Regions from separate parts of the Mus musculus genome. Here region 2 is linked to region 1. A link is a contact called in public promoter capture Hi-C data. All regions are on one chromosome and are shown on one strand. The core of a region is the stretch at or near the end of the contact, and the rest is flanking DNA. Distances in the headings are between cores, read along the strand shown. Region 1 holds the start of Tedc1 (tubulin epsilon and delta complex 1). Region 2 holds the start of Inf2 (inverted formin, FH2 and WH2 domain containing).

Evidence for each region. Promoter capture Hi-C pulls out the DNA fragments that hold promoters and counts their contacts.
Region 2: a promoter capture Hi-C map of pre-B cells shows a contact between it and region 1, with 2.6 times the contacts expected there. The contact joins the promoter of Inf2 here to the promoter of Tedc1 in region 1. A contact is called at or near these places in 2 of 39 promoter capture datasets (liver and pre-B cells), 3 of 484 Hi-C or Micro-C datasets (the G1E-ER4 cell line, the HL-1 cell line and myocytes), 1 of 115 datasets of contacts at active chromatin or transcription factors (thymic regulatory T cells) and 1 of 9 other capture datasets (adipose tissue).

The regions. Positions count from the first base shown.
Region 1 is chr12:113,151,235-113,158,724 of GRCm38.p6, forward strand. It overlaps Tedc1 (tubulin epsilon and delta complex 1), which reads left to right and starts at 5,187. Exons shown (of 8, transcript NM_134041.3): 1 at 5,187-5,337; 2 at 5,441-5,519; 3 at 5,927-6,129; 4 at 6,344-6,493; 5 at 6,835-6,933. The coding sequence starts at 5,203. Crip1 (cysteine-rich protein 1 (intestinal)) reads left to right here and starts at 778. Exons shown (of 5, transcript NM_007763.3): 1 at 778-919; 2 at 2,047-2,141; 3 at 2,221-2,278; 4 at 2,384-2,430; 5 at 2,541-2,645. The coding sequence starts at 880. The coding sequence ends at 2,424.
Region 2 is chr12:112,587,115-112,594,104 of GRCm38.p6, forward strand. It overlaps Inf2 (inverted formin, FH2 and WH2 domain containing), which reads left to right and starts at 1,670. Exons shown (of 23, transcript NM_198411.2): 1 at 1,670-1,781. Gm30048 (a long non-coding RNA gene) reads right to left here. Exons shown (of 3, transcript XR_003950267.1): 3 at 5,722-6,073.

The sequences.
Region 1 (7,490 bases), core at 3,937-6,436:
TTAGGTCCTCAAGCTTAGAGTCTGTAGTTCCTGTGGCAGGATGGGCTTTTCTGGATGGGAGTCCCCTCTTCTGAGTTCCCCGGTGAAGTTGTGGCTGCAGTCCAGTCAGCTGCCAAAGGTCAGGGTGTTCACATGCGGCTAGCCAGAGTGGACCTCCTGGCGTCTGCGTGGGTTAGATCTGGGAAAGGCTGGAAGGAGTTGGGCTACAAGGCTGAGACTCTGAATGTCCTCAACTCTTTCCGAAGAAGCATCAAAATATGTGCAGAATCCTTGAATGCTAATTTGTGTCTCTCTGCGCTTTATTTGTGTGTGTGTTCACATGCGCACGTGTGTTTTGAAACAGGGTCTCACCCTAGAGACCAGATTGGCCTCACCAGTTTTAGTAGGACAAGCAAACACACCACGTCCCACTTTATCTGCACTTTAGAAGTTTCCTGTGCTTACCCGGTCTCCAGCTAGCCGTTGCAGGTGCAAAAAACGCTAGGCTAGACAGAGCTCTTGGTCCTTCGAGGGGAGGACTCAACGACCCCTATTCAAGACCGGAGACTTGCCCTGCCCCAGGCAGGGGGCGGGGCCTGGGTCCGCAGGAGCCGCTGGGCTTAGAGGGTCCCGGGAAGACTCCGCACCCCTGCATGGCCCTTGGCCAGTTTATCTTGCCGGAGGCGAGTATGAACCAGATGACCATTCTTGGCCAGTCGGCCTGGATCAGCGTTCCCAGGGGTCCAAGTCCCGGACTGAGGGGGTGGGGCGGGGGCGGGGCCTTAAAGGGCAGGGCCACGGGGTCCCTGAAAAGCGCGGACCAGGCGGGCGCCACCCAGTCCAGAGCCTGCAACCTACTTCCTTCTAGCTGCAGCCACTTGTGCAGGACCAGGTACCGCCATGCCGAAGTGCCCCAAGTGCGACAAGGAGGTGTATTTCGGTGAGCACGCTTGGGTATCCCAACCTCTCTCCACATGCCCGCGGGCGTACTGCAGGCGGTACGCGGAAGCGTGGTCCAGAGGCGGACAATATTGGGCTGTTCAGGTGGACCTGGCTGTCTAGAGTCCAGGGCATCGCCTGGGATAGAACCCATAGATCTTGCCCGCGGCTTGAGGGTGGGACAATTTGGTGTTAAACAGAACCGACATCTGTGCCTACTCGCTCTTATGTTTCTGGGTCGGTCTTCTGGCTTCCTTGTCTCTGGGTCTCCAGGTCTCTGTGACTCCCATGCTTGTGGGTCTCCCCTTCTCTGTGACCCTGGCCTCTGGATCCTGCTGTCTCTCCCGCCTTCTGTCTGTGCGCCTTGGGCGGGGTCCCTGCTGGATAGGAAGGAACGCGGGACTAGGGTGGCCCCTCCCAATGCTAAGTAGAAACAGACGCCCAAAACCACGTCCGGGGGGTTCGATCTCGGGTGCTCGTTTTCTTGCTGTTTGCGCGCCCTAGGGCTTCTATGAGATAGTGCGTGACTAAGAGGTCCCCTTGCCCCTGCTGAGGAGAAGGGTGTGCCCAGGTTTAGTGCAGAGGTCAGAGGACTTTAACTGGGTTTACCTAACCTTAGATCCTCCAGACTTGTTCTCCTCCACTCTCAAGTCTGAAGGCCTCCTCCTCTCCAGCTCTACAAGCCCTCGGGGGTCATATCCCTATGGTGACACTTAAAAGTGTCCCACCAATGAGCCGGGATGGGTGGGTGGCCAGGTAGCCCACGCCTTTAGTCCCAGTGCTTTAGTCCGGGGAGGCAGAGACAGGAGCATCTCTGTGAGTTCAAGATCAGCCTGATCTACGGAGTGAGTTCCAGGACAGCCAGGGCTACACAGGAAAACCCTGTCTCAAAACAAAAACAAAAAACAACCTAAAAGAAAATATCCCACCAAAAAGGTGACCCTTCTGGTTTGTGAGGTGGGATTGGCTTGAGAGCACCATAGTTGCCCCTAACCCTCTCTGGAGCACAGTGGTCTCTGGGGACACAGGGTGGGCTGCCACATTGAAAGAATGAAGTGTGGGTGTCTGTGCAGCTGAAGAGGGGTTGCAGGGACTCCAGTGTCTCACAGTGGATCTGTGCTTCTGCAGCTGAGCGAGTGACTTCACTAGGCAAGGACTGGCATCGTCCCTGCCTGAAGTGTGAGAAATGTGGAAAGACACTGACCTCTGGGGGTCATGCTGAGGTAAGGGGCCGTTAGGGGGCAGAGGGAGGAGCTATAGGAGTTGGGGTGAAGGTAAACCCTACTGTTCTTTTCCTTGTAGCATGAAGGCAAGCCCTACTGCAATCATCCCTGCTACTCCGCCATGTTTGGGCCCAAAGGTATGTTGCCGGACTTCTTCCCTAACGGGCCTCCCAGTGCCGGCCTCCTTTCCCAACATGTCAGTATCCTTATTTTTTATCTTATCCTCTTTTTATCTTTGGCAGGCTTTGGGCGAGGTGGAGCTGAGAGCCACACTTTCAAGTAGACCGAGGTATAGCCCCATCTCCAATCCCACCCAGTCCACCAGTTTACAGGACAGAGTCATCCCTAATAGAGTAAATAACAAAACTTTGCGCTCACATTTGTCTCTCTTTCTTACAGGTTGTGGAAACTCTCCCTGCCCGCCCAGGCACATGCCAGGCCTTACCCCCGGACAGCAGGGCTCTCGGGAACCCTCAGTGCCTTTAATAAACCTGATCTTTGGAAGTCCTGTGTTTTTGTCTGCTGATGTGTGATAGAGGGGTGTACAGTGAGAGCCTCAACCCCAGGCCTGATGCAGGGCACTGCTTTTCCTGCTGCTGCAGGCAGTGGTGCCCACTACCCTTTGAGGGGTGCAGTTTCAGGCCTACATCCAACTTCAGGATCCGTAAAGTTCCTGTCGCCTGGTTCTGTAGTGGTTCTGGCCTGGGGTGAGGTCCTGGCTGTCGGGGTCAGCAGGAACATGGCGTAGGTGGGGCTGGCCGCAGTTCAGAGGGTGAATCAGTGGGAGCTGCTTTGGTTCCCTTTTTGAGCTGTTTCGGGAGGGAGTTGTGTGGATTCCTGATCTATTCCATTTTCACTTCCTGCAACCCCACCCTGTCCCCAGAAGTGCACCCTTGTGGGTGAGCTCTGTAGCTGCTCAGCGTGGTCCCAGACACCTTTTCCCTGAACAGGAGTGCCCTGGGTGACCCAGTGCTCTAATGGGATTTGAGGGTGACAGTGGAAAGGGCTTTCTGGAAACCCTTGTAGAGCCAGGCAGCTCTCAGCTTTGCCTTCCCTATGCTACTGGCCATTCAAAACCCTTTGGACTTAACAAGGTCACAAAGGTCTCAGCAGTGTCCTGGTCTAGCCTGGGTTCATCTTTGGCACCTACACTGCAGGAACAAGCTGGATAGTCCAGTAAGTGGTCTGCAGTGTAGTGTAGTATAGTGTAGTGTGTATTGTTGGGTGATTCTGGAATTTCAATAGGTGGAGGCCATAGTGTTTGAGGTGACCACAGTATGGAGTAGAAGAAGCCCACCTTCGGTATTAGTTTCCTACTAGGAGGGGTGAGGGTATCTTTGGTGTCCAACCAGACCTGCAGAGGACCTGGAAGAGATGTATGGGTGAAGGGCAGAAACTCACTTTCCCCTGTTGTCTTCCACCCTTAAGGCCCCTGTCTTCCTCATACTTCCAGCCCCTCGAGCCCAGATCCACGTCTCTCAACTGGAGTAGACTTGGGCCTCCAGCAACCTGAGAGGCCTGTAGGAATGAGCAGGTCAGGTGAGGGAAGTGTATAGTATTGCAAAGAAGCCTAAGCGGCAGAGAGTTCCATAAGGGTGTATCAGGAGTTCCTTGGCACAGTAGACAAGAACTCAAGTCTTTGTGCTTTTCAGGGCGCTTCGTGTTTAAGGTGTGCAGTATAGCATGGCTCTGAAGCGAGGGCAGGAAGAGCAGGTAGAAACTAGCTGGGCGAGGCCATTTGCTGTGTGGCAAGGGGCCAGGAAGGAGGAGACCCTGAGGCAGAATAGCTGAAGGTATCCAGATGAGCAGAGGAAGGTCTGCAGCAAAACACAGGGAGGGTCAAGGTAAAGGTGAGCCCGCAGTCTCCGCACTTCCGGAGGGCGTGGCCATCCTGTAGACCGCCGTTAAACTGGCAGGTGCCAAGGGACAGCTCTGCCCCTCCCTCTCACCTCACTTTCCTTTTCCGCACCGCACCCTCTCCCTCTCCACCTGCCTCTTCTTTCCTAGCTTTGAGATGCAGAGTACACGCAGTACTGTCTGTCCGCTGCTCCAACTATTTTTGGTGGCGACATCGAGGGCACAAAGCTTAGTTTGTGTCCGCTCGAGCGTTCAGGTCTCGCCCCAGCAATTCTTCCTGCCACTCGTCGCCTACAGGCTTGTCTCTGGATCACCGTTGGCAGCGTCCGGCCTTTGTCCGGCCCTCCTCCACACGCACTGGCGCACATAATGTGATCTTTCGCATCCGGCTTCCCACAGAGGCTGCTCTGGCTTCACCTAGGTTGTAGCCACGTAGTAGGCTCATGCCGGTTGCGGAGGATAGTTGCCGACTGCATGTCTTTCCCCGTGCATCAGGTTGCACTCTGGGTTCATTCTGCCATTGTCATGTAGCTACTGTGAATCCTTGCGGGATTCTCAAAGCTTACCAAGATTGCTCCTGAAGGGCTGAGTGCAAAACTAAGTTCAACCTTAAAAGAGAGGGCCGCACCCTTTTATGAAGTGGAGAATTTTCCTTAAAAACTGCTCTTCTAGTGGCTGGAGGAAGAATGAATATGGGGACAAGGAAGTCTGGGGCTGGCTGTACATGAGAGGGAGGATGGCTTTCCGAAGAGACTTCTGGCGACGTGGCCCCCGGAACTCCCCACCCACTTCGCAGGGCTCAGCTGCTTCTCGCGGAGGCCTGGCGACCCCTGGCGGCGGGTTCCTTCCAGGGCGGCTTCGCAGAGACACTCCCTTCGTGGCTGGGTGGAGCCACATTGCTCCTTCCTCCGCTCCTCCAGGGAACACCTCGGGCGCATGCGCGCCCTCCAGCCTCGCGCTTCCCTAGCCCGGGGTTGCTAAGGCGGTTGATAAGTCGAGGTGCTGATTGGTGAGTTCCAACGGAGTTGGCACCTCCAATCCCCGCCCCCGACCCCGGAAGTGCCTGCCTACGGGATAGACTGGTAGGCACTCAAACGCCAGAGTCATCGTTCATTGGGCCTGAGGGGAGAAGGCGGGCCTCATCCGGAACTGTGATTGGTCGGGGTCCCGAGCGGGCAATCCGAGGCTGTCTAGTGCTGGCTGTATGCGGCGGCGGCGGAGCCGGGTGGAAGGGGCTGCCCGGGCCCTGCCTGAGGCTGTCGCCGCGCTGAGTCGGTGCCTGCCTGCTGGGCCCAGCCCAGAAATCTTCCGCCGCGCCAAGTTCGATCGACCTGAGGCGGTGAGGCTATTCGAGTAGGCGGTCGGGGTCGGGGCAGGCGTTGCCTGGGCTGATGTAGGTGACACCTGATACCCGCTGACTACAAACTCCTCGTTTGCTTCAGGCTCCAGTGCTCTGGCAGCTTCTCTTGCGCGTGCTCTCACCGCTTGCTGCAAACAATACCTGGACCGACCTTGCCCCAGGTAAGCCCCGCCCTCTCAGAAAGCCGCTCCCCAAGGCTATTGTAGTTTTGTCTTAACCCACCAAGTCCCGCCCCATCAAAGCTCCTCTGTTGTTTCCTCCCTTCCTGCAGGCACCTGCTCCTCTCGCTGTTGCGCCCACTTCCATTAGTATAAGTTCCCACTAGCCTTTACCACGCTTACCTGGGTAGTAGTGGCTTTATCACTCCAGTGAAACGCTGAGACTGGCCAACCACTCACAGAAATCCTGCCCGTTGGTTATCACTTTGCCTCCTCATAGACTCTCAGATCTCGCCTCCTTAGTCCACGCTTAGCAGGTTCTAAGCTTAGGGGGTGCTCTCAGGTCCCCAGAGGGATCCAGGTGAAATCTCCAGGTTAGCACCCCCTGATCTGATCATTTCCCACTCCAGAGGCCCAAGCCTGTGTGGTGAAATCAGCACTGGGCTCCCAAGGCTACCCCAGGTCTGTGCTGCTACAATTTCCAGACGGCAGTTCTCAGGGAAGCCGGGAACTGCTGTTGGCCCTGTCTTGGCTCCTCGCCCGAGGACCCTTGCTTGAGCAGCTGCTTGCCCAGACCCGTGTGCAGCTGGGTGACCAGTTGCCCCAGTGGGAGGTGAGTATGTAATTGAGGGTGTCAGAGCCCTGCTTTGCCCAGAACCCGTGGATTTCTCCGGGCTTCCAGCTCATGTGGTATTTGCCCTTGGTGTGGTTCTCATCCAGCTTTGAAGCTGAGGATGTACGTCAGTAGTACAGCTTCCCTGTCCTGGTCCTTCCTCGAGATATGGGATGTATAGCAGGGCTGACTCTTGTTCCCTCTCTACTGTGAGGCCCCAACCAGTCCTGGTCCTCCTGCACCCTTTGTGGAACCAAAGAGCCCCGTGGATCTCCGACTAGTGGAATGGCTGATGGGAAGGCTGCGGTTTAGGTGGCGATGCCTGATCTCTAGTCAGCAGGAGCAGTGTATCCTCCTCAGCAAGGTAATACAGGCACATGGCTCTTCACCCTGTGCCCAGGCTGCCTTTCCCTGGGGTCCATCTCTGTCACCACTATTGGACCACTGGACTGCTGGGCTTATCCCAACTCTGACCTTTACAAGCAGGGACGGACCGTGCTTTACCTGTGTCCTGGTGAGCAAGGTGTGGAAGCCCTCGGTGAAGTTGTCTGGTGCCCTTCTGCAGCCTCTGCCCCCAGTATTACTGGGGTATCCTGAGCCCAGCTCTGTCCTTTCTGGTTATAAGTGGTCTCTAAAGGTGCCCATATTCGGCTGAAAGATCTTGCTGGGAGCTACTCCCCAGCCTGGCTATTTTACCTATTACAGATCCACCTGTACACGCAGGGATGCCACAGCCAACAGAGCCTTGGCCATCTTTCTGTTGCCGAAACAGAGATGCTTAGAGATCCAGAGAGCGGTCAGCAGGTGAGGATTGGCAGGGTGCTGCAGTGGGCGCTGCCTCATGGCAGGGTGTTTGGTCTGTTGGGGAAATACCCGGCTGGTGTTAGGCTTTGACAGCCAATCACTGTCGTTTGTTACTGTGGGTGGCTAGTGTCACAGTTGGGGTTCCGGAAGGGGACCACTGGAATGGGAAAACACTGCTGTCAGGTCTGAGATGAACCTCTAGTTCTACCTGACGTATCTGGAGGTAGGAAAGCCTGAGTGTGAGCAGGCCGGCTGTCCTTCAGAGCCTGGGGCTAGACTCACAGGAATCAGCGTGGGGAGGTTAACAGGAAGGCCAGGGTACTGGCCTGGATGTTTGTAGGCCTTAATCCTCCTTCGTTGCCCAGGAGCCATTTACTTCTTTCCAAGCATGGCTTTTCTAGGCAGTGGGCTCCTGAGCTTCCTGATAGACTTGAATCTTAAGAGAGCCGGGCTGGAGAGATGGCTCAGCTGTTAAAGAGTGCTGGCTGCTCTTTCAGAGGTCCTGAGTTCAATTCCCAGCAACCACATGGTGGCTCACAACCATATGCAATGGATCC
Region 2 (6,990 bases), core at 420-2,919, 570 kb before region 1:
AGAGACAGAGAAAGAGAGAGAGAGAAACACTATGGTAGCACAATCCTGCAATCCTATTACTTTCCAAGGGCTGCGACAGGAGAATCGATATTTCTAAGCTATGTAGTGCAACAACTCACAAAACAATCAAAAAAGGAAATGGGAAAGGCCCGAGAACAGCCACCGCACTCAGGCAGGTGACGCTCCTGAAGCAGAAACGTCACTTCTGTGGCCACAGAGAGCCCAAGCTGAGGTTCAAGGGAAACTCCCACTCCTGCAGCATCCAGAGCCACAAACTGCCAGATCTCTGAACCCTGACCCCAGCTACCAACTAGCTACTCTGCCCGCTTCATCCTGCTCTGGCCTCTCATGGCTTGGCCTGACCCTGAGGAACAGCTCCAACAGGGCCGCACCTCCCTCAGGGCCACTGCAGAAGAACCTGGAAAGATGACACAGTTCCCAAACACAGCCACTGCGGTCTCATGGGGGGATGAGGGAATGAGGGATGGTGACAGGCTGAGGCCAACAGTCCTCCAGGCTGGGGCCATAGTCACATTCCTCCTTTTGGGTAAATAAACACACCCTCTGACCAAAGGCCCAGGACAGAGTGAGTAAACCTTGCTGACCCCTTCCCAGAAGGAGCCACCAGACCTAGGTGATGTTGGGTAACCAGAATTGCAGCCCAGACAGAAGGTCTCTGTGCTGAGCGTTAGTGGGGCTGAGTGGCTCATTTGGTGGCTGCAGGGACTGTGCATTCTAAGAACAGCTGAGTCCCACTACAGGAACGGCCAAGACTTACATCCCAGGCTGGGCAGTGTCCAAGAGCCAGTCAGCACCTGCCTTGGCGGTGCACACCAAGCACTTTGGGGCCATCCCAACACTGGCTAGCTATCAAAGGTTGCTTTTGGCCCTGCGCTTGAGATGATAGGGCCGAGCAGGGGGCACAGAATACTGAGATGGACATTTACAGGCAGCCAAGGCTGTGCTTAATCCCATGTGGCAGAAGAGCACATAAACCCCCAAGCATGATGCTGTGTCCAGGATAGAATGGCTACAGGAGATCCAGAGCCCTTCACTCTGCCCACCCGCCACATGCCCTCCACCCAGCTTGGAAGATTCAAGGCTCAAGTAAGTGGAGACCCTTTATTCACGTTCATAAACCTTTTAAAGGTACAACTTCAAGCTGGAGAAACTGAGGGCGCACAGCCCAGGCTAGGGCCAGGGAGAGCACTTCAGCAGGTCCTCAGGACAGAGCTAGAAACTGGAAATAGCTACCTCCAGTGAAAAAAGGATGAAGGTAGGGACATCGGAGGACTCTCAAGATCAGCAGCCTACAGCAGGGCTCCCGTGTGGGAGGCAGAGCTGGACCAGAGGTGGTGGAGAACCTGACCAACTCGTGAGTCCACCAGATGGCCAGCGTAGGGGAGAGATAAGGAACGTGCTAGGGAGCCTGGGCGGGAACTGACAGTGAGGTCGGAGGCAAAAGGGCCATTCCCAGCAGGTCTCTAGAGAGTCCCGGAATGTCCCATTCCTTTTCATCTCTCCGCCCCCGCAGAGATGCCAGACCCGGGTGGGCAGGGCTTCCTTGGAGACCCCACCCCGCCCCGCCCCGGGCAGCACCGCCCCCCACGTGGCCGCCGCCGGGTGGGGCCGCACCTCCCCTTCCTCCCTCCAGCCCCGCCCGGCCCGCGAGCGCGGTTAGACTGTGCGGAAAGCAGCCGCGAGGCCGCCGCCCGCAGCCCCAGACGCTCCGGCGCCGGGACACAGCACTCTGCACCATCTCTCGGCTGTACCCCCACCCGGTAAGTCCGCGGCTTCGGGCTAGCCTGGAACGCAGAGGGAAACCGAGTCTGGGGGCAGTGAGGGAAATGGTTGGGGTTGAGGAGCGGACTGCCGCGTGTGCACCAAGGTGGCCAAGAACCTGGTCCCGCGCTCTTGGCCCTCGACTACGGGCTGATATGGAGATGATGCTCACTGCTCATAGGGTGTTTGCTCCGGGTCGGACTGGAGGAGTTCCCCCACCTTGCGGCTACCACATCCTGACCATGAATCAGCCACAGTTGAGAAAATAAACTTCAACTGGAGGTCCGCCTCCGGGATAGCACAGGGCGAGCTTGCGGCCCCGCCCTGACAGCTAGCTTCTAAAGATGCCCGCCGCCGGTGGGCTAAGGCAGACCTGAGAGAGTGACACAGCTCTGTTTCTTGTGGCTACCCCTGTCTACCCTCCTCCTGGGCAAGGACGCTGGGAATGAAGGTGATCTTAGCAGAAAGCCCAACTATGCTTTGGTGGACTCCCTAGAGGACTATGGGATGGAGAGCCGTCTATGGGCCCGTGTGTCCCGTCTTCTAACCGCTCAGTGCCCGGTGGCACACGGTGACAGGTTGGACACACCAGGAGTCAGCGGCAAAAATGACCCTGCTCCTTCCTGCCTTGGGCTCCAGGTCAGTGCACCCACTCTAAAGCTTGCACGCCCGGGTCGAAGCCAGAGTTGGGAAGTCCCTCCTTACCCGTCCTCTCTGGGCCTCAATTCCTTCTCTAAACTTGAAGGGTGAGGAGAGTGTCTCAGACTGTATCCCTTCAGGGTGTCACCCAGGGCAGGGGGCATTTGGGAAGCAGACACTGTAACCCCTAGAGCAAAAAAAAAAAAAAAAAAAAAAAAAAGGTGTTTGTTCCAAGGCTGGAGACTAAGGCTTCTCCCTGTCCCAACCCATTGGTTGGGGAGCAGCTGTGCAAGTTGACCTAGCTGGGGGTCCCCCTAGGACCAGGTAGGAGTTGCCCTGCCTGGCTCTGCCTTCCTACCTTTTCCTGGCGGTCTCTAAGCTTCCCTCCCTGGTACCCAAGCAGGCTGTTGGCAAGGGTTCTGCTCCTGAGGGGTTAACCTCCAGCTGAGGCCCCTCATTTTGTGGGGGTGCTGATGGCTGTCTAGCTAATTGCACCCATCTCGCTGTGCTGAGACCTGAAAGCACCTACCTTAAATAGACTCGTTCACCTTCTACCAAAGTGCACTTGTTACAGGGGAAAGTTTTCAGGCTTATGAAAGCTGTTGGAGGAGGCAGGAGAATTGCAGGATGGTGGGTGATGGGGACACCTGTGGGTGCAGGCAGGCTGCTGCTGGGCCATTCTGGGCAGGAATGGTGGCGGTCTCCGGAGTAGGCTGAGTCCTTGGGCTCTGTGAGGGTCCTCACGGTCTGAAGGATGGGGCCTAATATTGTACTGCCTGACCCTGCACACAGCAGGTGTTTAATAGGTGCATAGTTCCTTGGCCAGTGGGCATTGTGGTTAGAGAGGGTATACCTCTCTCTTTTTAGAGTGAGCTTCAGAGTTAGTCTCTCGGGGCTACCATAAGGGGAACCATAAGGGGAACGGGCCTAGGAACATCTGATGTAGAAAGGGACGATGGACCCCCCCCTGTCACTGGAGGTGTGAGAATGGGGCCCTAATATGTGGCCTTCACCCTGGTTAGCCTGACCTAAGTGAGGAAGGTCTTGTGAGAATGTTCAGACAGCCTGGGCCTTGAACCAAAGTAGGATCTGTTTAGAGCTACCCCTGCTCAGCACCCAGTACATGGATCTGTTCACAGCTACCACTACCCAGCACCCAGTACATGGATCTATTCACAGCTGCCCCTACCCAGCACCCAGCACCCAGTACATGGATCTATTCACAGCTGCCCCTACCCAGCACATGGATCCATTCACAGCTACCAGGGCACATAGCACATGTCAACACCAGCTGTACAGGAACTGGGTAGGGGAACGTGCCGGCTGAGCCTGTGTTCCCTGTGCCCCTGTCCTAAAGTGTGATTACATAAGGAACAGGACTGGAGCTAATTAGTGCCAGTCCTTTGCTGGGGCTACCTCTGTCATCCCTCGAGCACTGTCCCCAATCCCTATTCCCCTCACCTCCCACAGTCTGTGAGCAGGTCTGCGTGCTGAGAGGAGACAAGCCAAGGGCTGACGGGACCCATCTGGCCCTTTGGCTCTCACTTTGTCTGGAGAGTATGTGAGCTACTGTCTGTTCCGACAGGAGGCACTTACAGTGCCTGGTGCTGTAGACATCAGGTCCTGTCCCCACATCACCCCCTGCCAGGAGGTCGTATCCAGTCATATGCCACACAAAGCCCTCTTACCCCCGTATTCCCTATTATGGAGGTGTGAGGATGAGGCCCTAATATGTGGCCTTTGTCCTGGTAGCCTGACCTAAATGAGCAAGTGTTCGCCACATGACAAGGTCTCAGGACTGGACACTGCAGTTCAGAGAGTAGAAGGCTTTGTCCAGGTCAGGTAGCCTCTGCTGAGTGTCTAGACGGGGTGTGTGAAAAGCAAGCTCACCCTCCAGTCTCCCTCTCCTCCAGTGACTATAACAGGACCTGCTGCCTTGAACACCTAGTGCCCGGTTCATCAGGTATTGGTAGATGGAGTCGGGTGTGGCTGAGGGGGATGTCACAGTTAGTGTTGCTATTGCTGTGATAAAACACCATGACCCAAACCGACAGAAACATAAGACAACCTGAGGAGGAAAGGGCTTACTTCATCTTACAGCTCCCAGGCCACAGTCCATCACTGAGAGAAGACAGGGCAGGAACCCGAGGCAGGAACTGAAGCAGAAGCCAGGAGGAGGACTGCTTACTGGCTTGCTTCTCAAGGCCTGTTAACCCTGCTCTCTTAGGGTATTTCCAGGACCACCTGCCCGGGGAAGCACCACCTTCCATGGGCCAAGCCTACCCACATCCATCACTAGTCAAGAAAATGCACTGTAGACTTTCCCAGAGGCAATGTGACAGAGGCCTTTTCTCAGCTGAGGATCCCCTTGCCAGATGACTCTAGCTTGTGTCAAGTTGACTAAAGGGTGTGCACCTCAGGCCAGGACTCTTCACCACTGTGTGAGGACAGGACGGCCAAGGCTGCTTTCCTGTCCCACCCTCTCGATGGCTTTCCTTTCTGTAGGAAGCAGACAGGACAGAAAAGGGGATGGGACAGTCTAGAAAGCCTCTGTAAGTCTCCTGCCCCTGGCTAATTCCTGTGGCATGTGGACTCCTGGGAAGGCAAATGGGCTTGAGGAGGGCAGCCTAGACCCCAAGAGAAGCCTGGCAAAGTCATAGTACCTGGGCAGCAGCCCCTTCCTGGGCTGTCATAGCATCCCATATGTTTGCAGAGCTGGACTTGCTCAGAGCATCCCAGATCTACGCGTACTGCGTTGCCATGGGCTCTGCCCCACCAGCAGCTTGTATGGCCTGCACTGACAGAGTTCCTGCTGACTAGAGCCTGGGTGTAAGGCTCTTAGTGGATGGGAGGCACCAACATCAAAGCCAAGCACTGAAGCCAACCCAAGACCCAGTGGGGTCAGGAGGGTCACACATATCTGCTTAGCACACCTGACCCAGGACCCACCACCTCCAACCAGCCAGCACCAGCTCCCAATCCCAGCATGGTCCTCCCCAGCACTGAGTAGGAAGTTGGCCCTTGCTAGAGGTAGGTCCAGAAAGCCACCTGGACCCCTCCAAGTTTTGTAAGGCAAACTGGTATCTCTGTGGTTCAGTCTCCCTGCCTGCCCGGTCCAGGGCCTCTGAATCCCCGGGCTGTGGTCTTCCTGTGTCCTCGCTTCTGCTCCAGGCACAGCTCTACTGCCGCCTGGATCCACGGCAGGGAGATAGACAGCTGCTCCCACCTGGCCTAGGCTGGGAGAAAGGTGCTGCCTGCCCCCTGCCTCTCTCTGTTCCACTTCATATATAGACACGAGTGGCCTGAGGACAAGACATCTTTCAGGGACACCCACACAGAGGGCCCAGGCTGTGGAGGTAGAGACAGGAGTAGGGGCCAAACCTTTGGCGTGTTACAGAGCTCTGCAGCAGGTTGCAGGGAGATGGGCCATCTCTAAGAGGGATAGGAGATGGGAGGTCGCCTCTGAGACAGAAGGGTAAGCAGTATGTATGTGGTGCTTTCGGGCCTGATGGTTGTTGTGCGGACAGTGCTGGGTCAGCCAATCCATGCTGAGTGTCTAGGGCTCCTTGGTGAACATTCTGGCTAGGGAAACCCAAGTCCGACGTGGGCTGGCTCTTGCAGGAGCCTCGGTGTCCTCATTTCCAGGCCAGGACTGTGAACAAAATACGTACCCAGGCTGAGGATCTTGCTCACCCGGTTGGGCCTGCCAGGCTCCCTGGGACCAGGTGGCTGAGGAATGCTGAGCGGGGCCAGGGAGAAGATACAGGGCACACACAGCCCACCCTGTGCGGCAGGTGCAGTTAAAGTGACACTCTTTCCTGACGGCCAAGATGCTGGCAGTAACACGCTTGCCGTCCAGCGTATGAGGACAGAAACAGGAAATCTGCTGGGTTGTCTAAGGAACCAGCGGGTCAGAGTTGAAGCCCTCTCACATGGAACCGGCCTTGTCTTCTCTATGAGTGCTGGCTGCTGCCCCTGGCTGTGCTAGGGGATATGAGTGCTGTCCCTCCCCCACTCTCTGTGTCTTTGTTCTCTTTGCCCCCGGGGAGGGGAAGCTTGCAGCTGGACACTGGCAGAGGGTGGGGACCTGATCTGGCATGTGGATGGACAGGACAGCTTTCCCAAGCCGGGCACAGACGGGGGTGAGGCCGGACTCTGAGGCGGGACTAGCATACAACACTTGTCACCTGCACCCTGAGGGACGACAGTTCTTCCCAGACTTGGAGAGGCCTGGCCAAAACCAACTGGGGATCAGAGGGCACAATGGAGCCTGGTAGGGGAGGGATTGTCTAAGAATGACTGGTTTTGGAGAGAGAACCCAAGCAGGTGAATTCTAGGATGACCCCCGTGGGCACGAACCCTTGAGTGCAGCCCTGCAGATGCAAGGAAGTTGAGGTGAAGAGCTGGGATCTGTAGCCCACAGCCGTCACCCTGCCTTCCTCCCTGAGGAGCCTGGCAAACCCAGAACCCCATATCTGCTATCCTTCCACGGAAGGGGCTCAGCCACAGGGGAACTCCCCAGCCCATGTGCTCAGAAAGCGCCCTCACAGATGGGTCGCTTCACGTCAG